2 separate regions of the Mus musculus genome follow, and region 2 is linked to region 1. Evidence: chromatin contacts called from public ChIA-PET data. All regions are on one chromosome and are shown on one strand. The core of a region is the stretch at or near the end of the contact, and the rest is flanking DNA. Distances in the headings are between cores, read along the strand shown. Region 1 holds the start of Tesk1 (testis specific protein kinase 1). Region 2 holds the start of Ccin (calicin).

Region 1 (4,695 bases), core at 807-3,306:
TGTGTGTGTGTGTGTGTGTGTGTGTGTGTGTGTGAGCGGACACACACATCAGGACACGTATGTGGAGGTCAGAGGTAAGTCTGTGGAGTTGAGATGTGAGCGGACACACACGTCAGGACACGTATGTGGAGGTCAGAGGTAAGTCTGTGGAGTTGAGATGTGAGCGGACACACACGTCAGGACACGTATGTGGAGGTCAGAGGTAAGTCTGTGGAGTTGAGATGTGAGCAGACACACACGTCAGGACATGTATGTGGAGGTCAGAGGTAAGTCTGTGGAGTTGCTGCTCTCCTTCCCCCTTTGCCTGCATCTCAGGCTTCAAGCTCAAGTCGTCAAGTCTTTTATGAGTTTTTAAAGGCACAACAATGTTGTGGTAGATATTATGTGGGGGTTTCTACTCCACCTTAGATCATTTGCCTCCCAACTAAAAGACACAAACCTTTATAATAAACCTTAACAGCACTAGAGTTGGGCAGATGTCAACCCTCTGGGCTATTTTTGTCTGCTTTCTTGTCAATAACCCCAAGACATCACTTGCCACACACATTCCACCTAGGCCACTCCCACTCCAACAGGCCAGCCCTGGTGGCCAGGTGCTCACAATCCACACCACCCCATGGCGACTTCTCCACCCTCCCTTCCTTCTCTCCTCTCTTCTGTGCCTGAACACAAGCCCGGGAACCTTCAGCCCCACCTACCTCTTCTGCCCAGCTATAGGCTGTAGGCATCTTTACTAACCAATCATGAATATACAACAAGAGCTGGTATAGTTGAGGACCTGCTTGTCTTGGAGCAGCCAGGTCATGGGATACAGTTTTTAGCATTTGAATACAGAGCCACAACAGACCAACCCACTACACAACAATGACACCACGATTTAATGAAGATTCCTTTTTCTAATCAGTGGTAAAATAATGCCATAGCTATGCAGCAAATAACTGGGTGCAGGGACAGACATGTGGACAAAACACGTGGCCATGAGTTACTCCCAGGATAGTCACAGGCCCAGAGGGTATCTGAAAGCAGGTATATTTACTAGAGAAAGAAGGGAGTGTGCACATGCGTGCTCCCTGAGTGACAGTATATCGTCCCTGTGACCATCATTATTGCTGGCTGATGATAATCTACCTCCTACACTCAACAGCTTTTCCACCTGAACTTTTAAAAACTGGTGATACCAGTTTTAAACCTTGATAGAAACCTAACGATGAACCTGGCTGCTGCACTCCCCCAACACACACACACACACACACACACACACACACACACACACACACACACAGAGCTTCTCAGGCACATCAACATTCCCTCCTTTTTACTAGTGTATCCTAGCTCAGTCTTGCATCCCCAGCAGAGGGAACCACCACACGGCCTTCTTCCTAAACACTCCCTCTCACCATAACCACCACAGCGCCCTTCCTAAACACACACACACAATTCAGCATGAAACTACTGTCACAGACATTGATCCTCAAAATGACTAATGGGACAGAATCCAGTGTCAGTTAAGCTTACTACAGTGAGGGTATCCTACAGGTACAAATTCCGAGTGTCTTCAGACCTTGCACAAACTATGGAAAATAAAATCCTGCCAGGAGGGGTAGCATATGTTTGTAATCCCAGCACAAAGTGGTATGGTGTGGTATGAATCCAAAGCCAGCATGGGCTACAGGGCAAGACCGTTTCAATCTCTACACAAAAGATTACAAATAGGTTCTCAGAATTAACTCTAATTTAATGCGATGAGTATGTTTTGCTGTTACCAGTGGGGGAAAAGAACACGCATTGGCCTACTCTCCTTTTCTAGAACAACTGTGCATGACTGTTCTCTCTCCAAACCTGAACGATTCCCTTATACGGTGCACTCTCAAGACGGCCTTGCACATTCAGCCTGCCCTCACTCCATTCCGCCGCGAGGTGGCAGGACGCTCACGGATGCCAGGAGACCTCTGCCGGGATCCAGTGACGTCACGCAACCCTAGCGACGATTGGCTACCTTCCCGATGACCTTGAGGGGAGGAGTCCGTGGCAGAGCCGGAAACATCGGCAACAGCGAAAGCCACGTCCCGAGACCGGGCGTGCGCACTCCGAGGATCCCAACCGCTGTAGAGGCCTCTGCACCTCCTCCTCTGGACTGAGGGGGCACACTGGCGTCTACCGACGTGGGGCGCAACCTGCCGAAAGGGGTCACACCGCTGGGCGCTAGCGAGGGGAGGAGTCACCTTGAGAGGAGGGGTCACAATGACTAGCCGAGTCACTCTGCCAGGTCTCTTTTAGTGAGAGGAACACAAAGAGGAGGGGGTGCAGCACTGAGGGGCTCGGGGAACACACGGATGTAGCAGTGTCATCCGTAGGAAAGGTCCCCCGAAGGAGAGCGGGCTCCGAGGGGCAGCGGCCTTTGAGGGGGCGGGATCCTGCCGAGGGCGGGGCCTCCTTGCAGGTGCAGGCGTCTCCGAAGAGAGGGTTATTAGGACAAAGAAGTAAGAGGGTGGTCACCGGATCGAGCGTCGGAATCTCAACTTTACTTAGGGGGATGGAGATGGAGTGAGAAGGAGTCGAGCAGGTCAGGGATGCGAAGGCCAGAGGCTCCCTACAGCCCTGGATACTGCGATCGGAGAAGACAGGTGTTAGCGAGCCCCGAGATTTAGAGTGTCGGGGTCAGAAACCCCCCTGAAATGGACAGTCGGAGTCGGACGCAGACCGGGCAGGCAGCGTGGTCGATCCGTGGAGCCCAGGGCGCAGGAGAATTAGCGCCAGCAGTCAACCCTCAAGTCGTCCTGTGATTCACGCCCCGGCCTACGCGCGGGGGACGCACCTGAGGGGGCGTGGCCGGGCCGCAGCCCGGGCTCCAAGGAGTTAACCGCAGACCGGGCCGGGCCCCGCCCCGGGCAGGCCGCACAGCCTGAGCCCGGCGGCGAAGCGGAGCAGCAGCCGCCCGCGGGGAGCCCGCCGCCGGCGCCCGGGAGCGCCGCCGCCGCCCGGCCCAGGCCCAGGCCCAGGCCCCGCGCAGAGCGGAGAGCCGCGGCGTTCCACCGGGCCCAACTCGCCGGCGCGGCGGGGGCGGGCCCAGGACCTTCGGCAGGTCCTCCAGGAGTCCACCGGGCGGGAGTCCCGGCCCCCGGGATCGGGTTGGGCCGGCGCCCATGGCGAGCGCGGCCTGCCCGGGTCCCGGGGATCCGGCCATGTGAAGCAGGCCGGGGCTGGGGGCCCGGCCATGGCCGGGGAACGGCCGCCGCTGCGGGGCCCCGGGCCCGGAGAGGCTCCGGGGGAGGGGCCGGGGGGCGCAGGCGGAGGCCCGGGCCGGGGCCGGCCCTCCTCCTACCGGGCCCTCCGCAGCGCCGTGTCCAGCCTTGCGCGTGTGGACGATTTCGACTGCGCAGAGAAGATCGGGGCCGGTTTCTTCTCTGAGGTCTACAAGGTAGGACCCGCAGAGAGGACAGAGGGGCGGGACCGAGCCTTGGACGGGAGGCTAGAACTTAGAGGCCCCGCAGCCTGGGTTAGAGATCCTTGAGCTAGCAGCCACCCAACCTGTCGGGCACACACGGAGCCTTGCCTCCCCCAGGTTCGGCACCGACAGTCGGGACAAGTCATGGTGCTGAAGATGAACAAGCTCCCCAGTAACCGGAGCAACACGCTAAGGGAGGTGCAGCTGATGAACCGGCTCCGGCACCCTAACATCCTCAGGTGAACGGCCTAGCCTCTTGCTGGACAGCTTGCTGGGCAGGAGGAAAAGTCCCTTGGGAAAGGAGGGAGATGCAGTGGAGCCCGGGCTCTTACAGCGTATCCTTTATCCTCCCCATCACCTTTCAGGTTCATGGGGGTCTGTGTGCACCAAGGGCAGCTGCACGCGCTTACAGAGGTAAGCATTAAGCATAGGCCAGGAAAGAGGGAAGGCACCACACCCCCAAGTGAGAGTGTCAGTGATCTTGGTGGGTCTGCTGGGAAATTAAAAAGAAGCCACCTGCCTGCCCAGGACCTCAGGACCTCCTCCAACTAAAGGCTTCCTGAACTTCCCTGTGTGCAAACCACTTATTAGAATACTCAGCTGGAGTTAGTGATGGAGATATTTTGTATCTGGGTCCAATACAGGAGCCACTAGCTACACGTGGAATAGACTAAAACAAGAGCTGGTGTAACAAAAGAATGTCTGATTATATTTAAATGTATTGGATAACATAGCTGTACATAGTCCTACTGTGAGAGACAGGGTAGCCTAGTATATAAATGGGAACCTTAGAGCACAGACCCACCAACCCTTTTGACCTTTGTGAGCCTCCTGAGTGTCAACTGTCTTAGGAGTGGCAGGCACAGAGCACCGACATTCACACACCTTGTCTTTCCCCATGTCCCAGTATATGAATGGGGGCACCCTGGAACAGCTGCTCAGCTCCCCAGAACCCCTCTCCTGGCCAGTCAGGCTCCACCTAGCCCTGGACATTGCACAAGGCCTACGGTACCTACACGCCAAAGGTGTGTTTCACCGAGACCTCACATCCAAGGTAGGCTGGCCAAGACGGGTGGAACGATTAAAGAGGGTTTGTGACTGTTAAGTTGTAATTGGCCTGTGGATATTGACATGTAGGTAGTAGATACGTTAGGATGTCGGGGTGCCAAGGTGTTGGAAACTATTAAAGAATGGGGACAGCAAGAGGGCTGGGGAATTGAGTACTGAGTGAGGTGGTGATAATGAGGTGC
Region 2 (4,272 bases), core at 732-3,231, 540 kb after region 1:
GTCTGACAGTCAGGATGCCACTGGATTCAGGCATCCTTATCAGACTCACGATGCTTCCTCTGGCCAAGTGGCCCCTGTTTCTCAGGTGATGAGACCTGGAGAAGCGTGCAGAGCTGAAATTCCCTGAGAGAAAGAGAGACAGAGACACACACACAGAGAGAGAGACACACACAGAGAGAGAGACAGAGAGAGACAGAGAGAGAGACTAGGTAGTGGGGAACTGAGCTCAGCCACATAGGGAGTTCTTTGAAGTGGGGCTGGAACCTAAGTACCCCAAGCAGGGGGACAGAAGTTCTAACCCCTTCACAGGCATCACATCCAAAGAGACTATCTGCCCCAGAAGTCAGGTATCAAGATGTGTAACTTCACTATTAAAGTATAATTGTTTAAAAAAAAAAAAAAAACAAAACTTCAATTAATCCTAGCACCTGAGAGGCAGAGACAGGTAGATCTCTTGAGTTCAAGGCCAGCCTAGTTTACATAGAGGTTCCAGGACAGCCAAGGCTACCCAGAGAAACCCTGTAACAAAAACAAACAAGCAAACAAACAAACTTTAAATTACCAAGTTCCTAGATAAGGAAAAGGCTAGGTGTGGGATGGAAAGATGAATGAGAATCCAAGCCAGCAAGAGGGCTGGAGAGTGGTGGGTATGGAGCTGACAGTCACTCTGGGAGGGGCGTTCAGGAGGACCAGAAGGTCTGGAGTGAGGCTTGGAGCCCACAGTGGAGATGGGGTCTGCAGTCAGGTCCTCCTGACCAGTACAAGTGACCATATGGCACGGTTCTTCCTAAGAGGTCCCAGGGTGGCTTTGGTCATACACCATTGCCGGGCTCTGTCCACATCTGTAAAATGAGAACAGGTGTGGGTCTGCCACACTGTGAGCCCCGGGTCCAGACGTATGAGTTTCAGAGTCGCTCCTACACAAAGGAGCCCTAGGCGGGACAAAGCAGGCAGAAAGGGACGCCCCGGGGCGGGTGAGTTTCCTCTCTACGCCATTGGAGAAGCTGAGCACGGAGGCGGCGTGCTTCTGGCCAGGAGGTGACCCTGCAGCGCCACCGTGCGGCCGAAGCAGGCTCCTATAACCCGTCGAGGGCTTCGGGGATGCCCACAGCTGTGGTTATATCAACTAAGAAACAAGAACTGGCATTTATTGGAACGTTTGCTGTAAGCTAAGCGCTGTGCCTGCTGCACTTTGAAGCGAGTATTCTCATCTCACAGAAGAGGAATCTGAGGCCTGAGTGAACTGGTCTAAGAAACTCGGAGTGGAGAGGCCGAATCAGGCATTTCCCCAGCATTTTACTAGATACTTGGAAACCTGGTATGGGAAGTTTCCAAACCTGGTATGGGAGGTTGGAAACCTGGTACTGGCGTTTCCAAGTCCTCCCATCTTCCTAGGGCTGGCTGGCCCCTCCATTTCTGCTCCAGTGAGTGTCACCCACTTCTCCATGAAAACTGTATTCTGACTACAGAGATCAGAAGCCAGAGGGTTTGTCTTCTCAGACGTCCAGGAACCTTGGTAGAAAAAAGGGCCTTCAGGGCCTAAGAATTGAACCATGAAAACTGTCTGGTCCCCACTTCCTGAAGGGGTGAAAGGGTTGTAACGCCCCACACTGTGGGAGTTCCAGGTTTGCTCTGCCTCTAACTGCCTCTGTGACAGGGGGAGTCCTTCCTCAGCAGGACTTCAGCCTTCTGGTTAAAAGGGAGGCTTCTAGATCATGGTAACCTCTCCTCCCACCCTAAATTTTCCCTCTCCACAGCTGCTCTCTGCCCCACCCAAACCAGTTCGAACATTCCCGGCGAAGCCGAGGACTGTGACTTGAAAGGCCCAGGGGGACACCGTGGCCCCATTCCAGAGCTTCCTCTGAAGCTCTGGGGAGAGAAAGGCCTGGGGGCGGGGAGGGGGCTACATTATGATGACCTCATCCATTCTATGACGTCACCCTCTCTCCCACGCCCACTCCTCTCTGGTCAGCTGCTCTGCAAACAACCATCAGTACAAACCCCAAAGGCCTGGAAAAGTCTGCCCTCCGGTACCTGCTACGAATCTTCTGTCTCGGCCAACAAGAAGCACCATGAAACTGGAATTCACAGAGAAAAACTACAACAGCTTTGTGCTGCAAAACCTGAACAAACAGAGGAAGCGTAAAGAGTACTGGGACATGGCCCTGACTGTGGACCATCATGTCTTCTTCGCACATCGCAACGTGCTGGCTGCCGTCTCTCCACTAGTGAAAAGCCTCATCTCCAGCAACGACATGAAGACCACCGATGAACTCTACATCACCATCGACCCCAACTACCTGAGCCCAGCCACGGTGGACCAGCTCCTGGATTACTTCTACAGCGGCAAAGTGGTGATCTCAGAGCAGAACGTGGAGGAGCTGCTCCGGGGCGCACAGTATTTCAATACCCCACGCCTTCGGATTCACTGCAATGACTTCCTTATTAAGTCTATTCGCCGCGTCAACTGCTTGCGCTACCTCTTCTTGGCTGAGCTGTTCGAGCTCAAAGAAGTATCAGACTTGGCCTACTCTGGCATTCGTGACAACTTCCACTTCTGGGCCAGTCCCGAGGGCTCTATGCACTTCATGCGCTGCCCACCCGTCATCTTCGGTCGCCTGCTCCGGGATGAAAACCTCCACGTGCTCAACGAGGACCAGGCGCTCAGCGCACTCATCAGTTGGGTGTACTTCCGGAAGGAGGAGCGGGAAAAATACTTCAAGAAGTTCTTCAATTACATCAATCTCAATGCGGTCTCCAACAAGACGCTGATGTTTGCCAGCAACAAGCTGGTTGGCTTGGAGAACAACTCTGCCCACGCGACCTTGATCGAAAGTGTCCTGATGGACCGCAAGCAGGAGCGCCCGTGCAGCCTGCTGAGCTACCAGCGGAAAGGGGCCCTGCTTGACTCGGTGGTCATCCTGGGTGGCCAGAAGGCCCACGGTAAGTTCAACGATGGGGTGTTTGCCTATATCATCCAGGAGAACCTGTGGCTGAAGCTCTCAGAGATGCCATACCGGGCAGCCGCGCTCAGTGCCACTGCTGCTGGCCGTTACATCTACATATCCGGTGGCACCACTGAGCAGATTTCAGGACTGAAGACAGCGTGGCGGTATGACATGGACGACAACTCCTGGACCAAGCTACCTGACCTGCCCATTGGGCTTGTCTTCCACACCATGGTGACCTGCGGGGGAACAGTTTACTCAGTGGGTGGGAGCATTGCCCCACGCCGGTACGTCTCTAACATTTATCGCTATGATGAACGCAAGGAAGCCTGGTGCTTGGCGGGGAAGATGAGCATCCCTATGGACGGGACAGCAGTCATCACTAAGGGTGACCGGAACCTGTACATTGTCACTGGGCGATGCCTGGTGAAGGGCTACATCTCCCGGGTCGGTGTAGTGGACTGCTTTGACACCTGCACGGGGGAAGTGGTCCAGTGTATCACCTTCCCCATCGAATTCAACCACCGGCCCCTGCTCTCGTTCCATCAGGACAACATCCTTCGTGTACACAGCCACCGGCAGAGCGTGGAAATCAACTTACAGAAGATCAAGGCCAACAAGTCGACAACCTCAGTACCTCTGTTGCCCAACAGTTGTCCCTTGGATGTATCCCATGCTATCTGCTCCATTGGAGACAGCAAGGTATTTGTATGTGGGGGTGTCACCACAGCCAGCGATGTCCAGACCAAGGACTACACCATCAATCCTAATGCTTACTTGCTGGACCAAAAGATAGGTGAATGGCAGACCCTTGCCTGCCCACCTGAGGCACTGGACTGTCCTGCCTGCTGTCTAGCCAAGCTGCCTTGCAAGATTCTTCAAAGAATTTAAACAACTTTTTAAGTGGGAGAATAAGTAAATGCATTATTATTCACAATTTAATGACAGAAAGCAAGGGAGGAATGTGACTTTGGATTCCTTTTAGTGGGGGGTCAATGCTTGGGGCTACACATGTTCCTGATGGATAGGATTCAGGGTTAATATCTCAATGGAGGTAACTAGCAGAGATGGGGTCTCTGGTTGGTGGTCTACAGTGGGTAGATTAATTAATTAACTAGTTAATTAATTTTGTTATTCCAGCTCTGGAGGTCTCTAAACTGAGTCAGGAAAAACAATCCTTGGTGGTTGTGGGATTGAAGTTCCTCCCAGACTCTGGGCTAGGGGATGTTTGAGTGGTGCCCCCCCCCACCCCCAATCCCTGTAGTCACCTCTCAGGGATCTGCTAGCATAGTAATCTCTGCTCAGAGTAGTGATGGCATGGGCT

What was found. ChIA-PET counts read pairs in DNA pulled down with a chosen protein or histone mark.
Region 2: a contact with region 1 is called in an RNA polymerase II ChIA-PET map of memory CD8 T cells, with 48 read pairs. The contact joins the promoter of Ccin here to the promoter of Tesk1 in region 1. A contact is called at or near these places in 1 of 484 Hi-C or Micro-C datasets (natural killer cells), 4 of 115 datasets of contacts at active chromatin or transcription factors (astrocytes, embryonic limb bud, large pre-B cells and 1 more) and 2 of 9 other capture datasets (adipose tissue and liver).

Annotation. Positions count from the first base shown.
Region 1 is chr4:43,440,221-43,444,915 of GRCm38.p6, forward strand. Tesk1 (testis specific protein kinase 1) reads left to right here and starts at 2,057. Exons shown (of 10, transcript NM_011571.3): 1 at 2,057-3,418; 2 at 3,563-3,684; 3 at 3,811-3,859; 4 at 4,353-4,499. The coding sequence starts at 3,215.
Region 2 is chr4:43,981,523-43,985,794 of GRCm38.p6, forward strand. Ccin (calicin) reads left to right here and starts at 1,982. Exons shown (of 1, transcript NM_001002787.2): 1 at 1,982-4,011. The coding sequence starts at 2,073. The coding sequence ends at 3,839.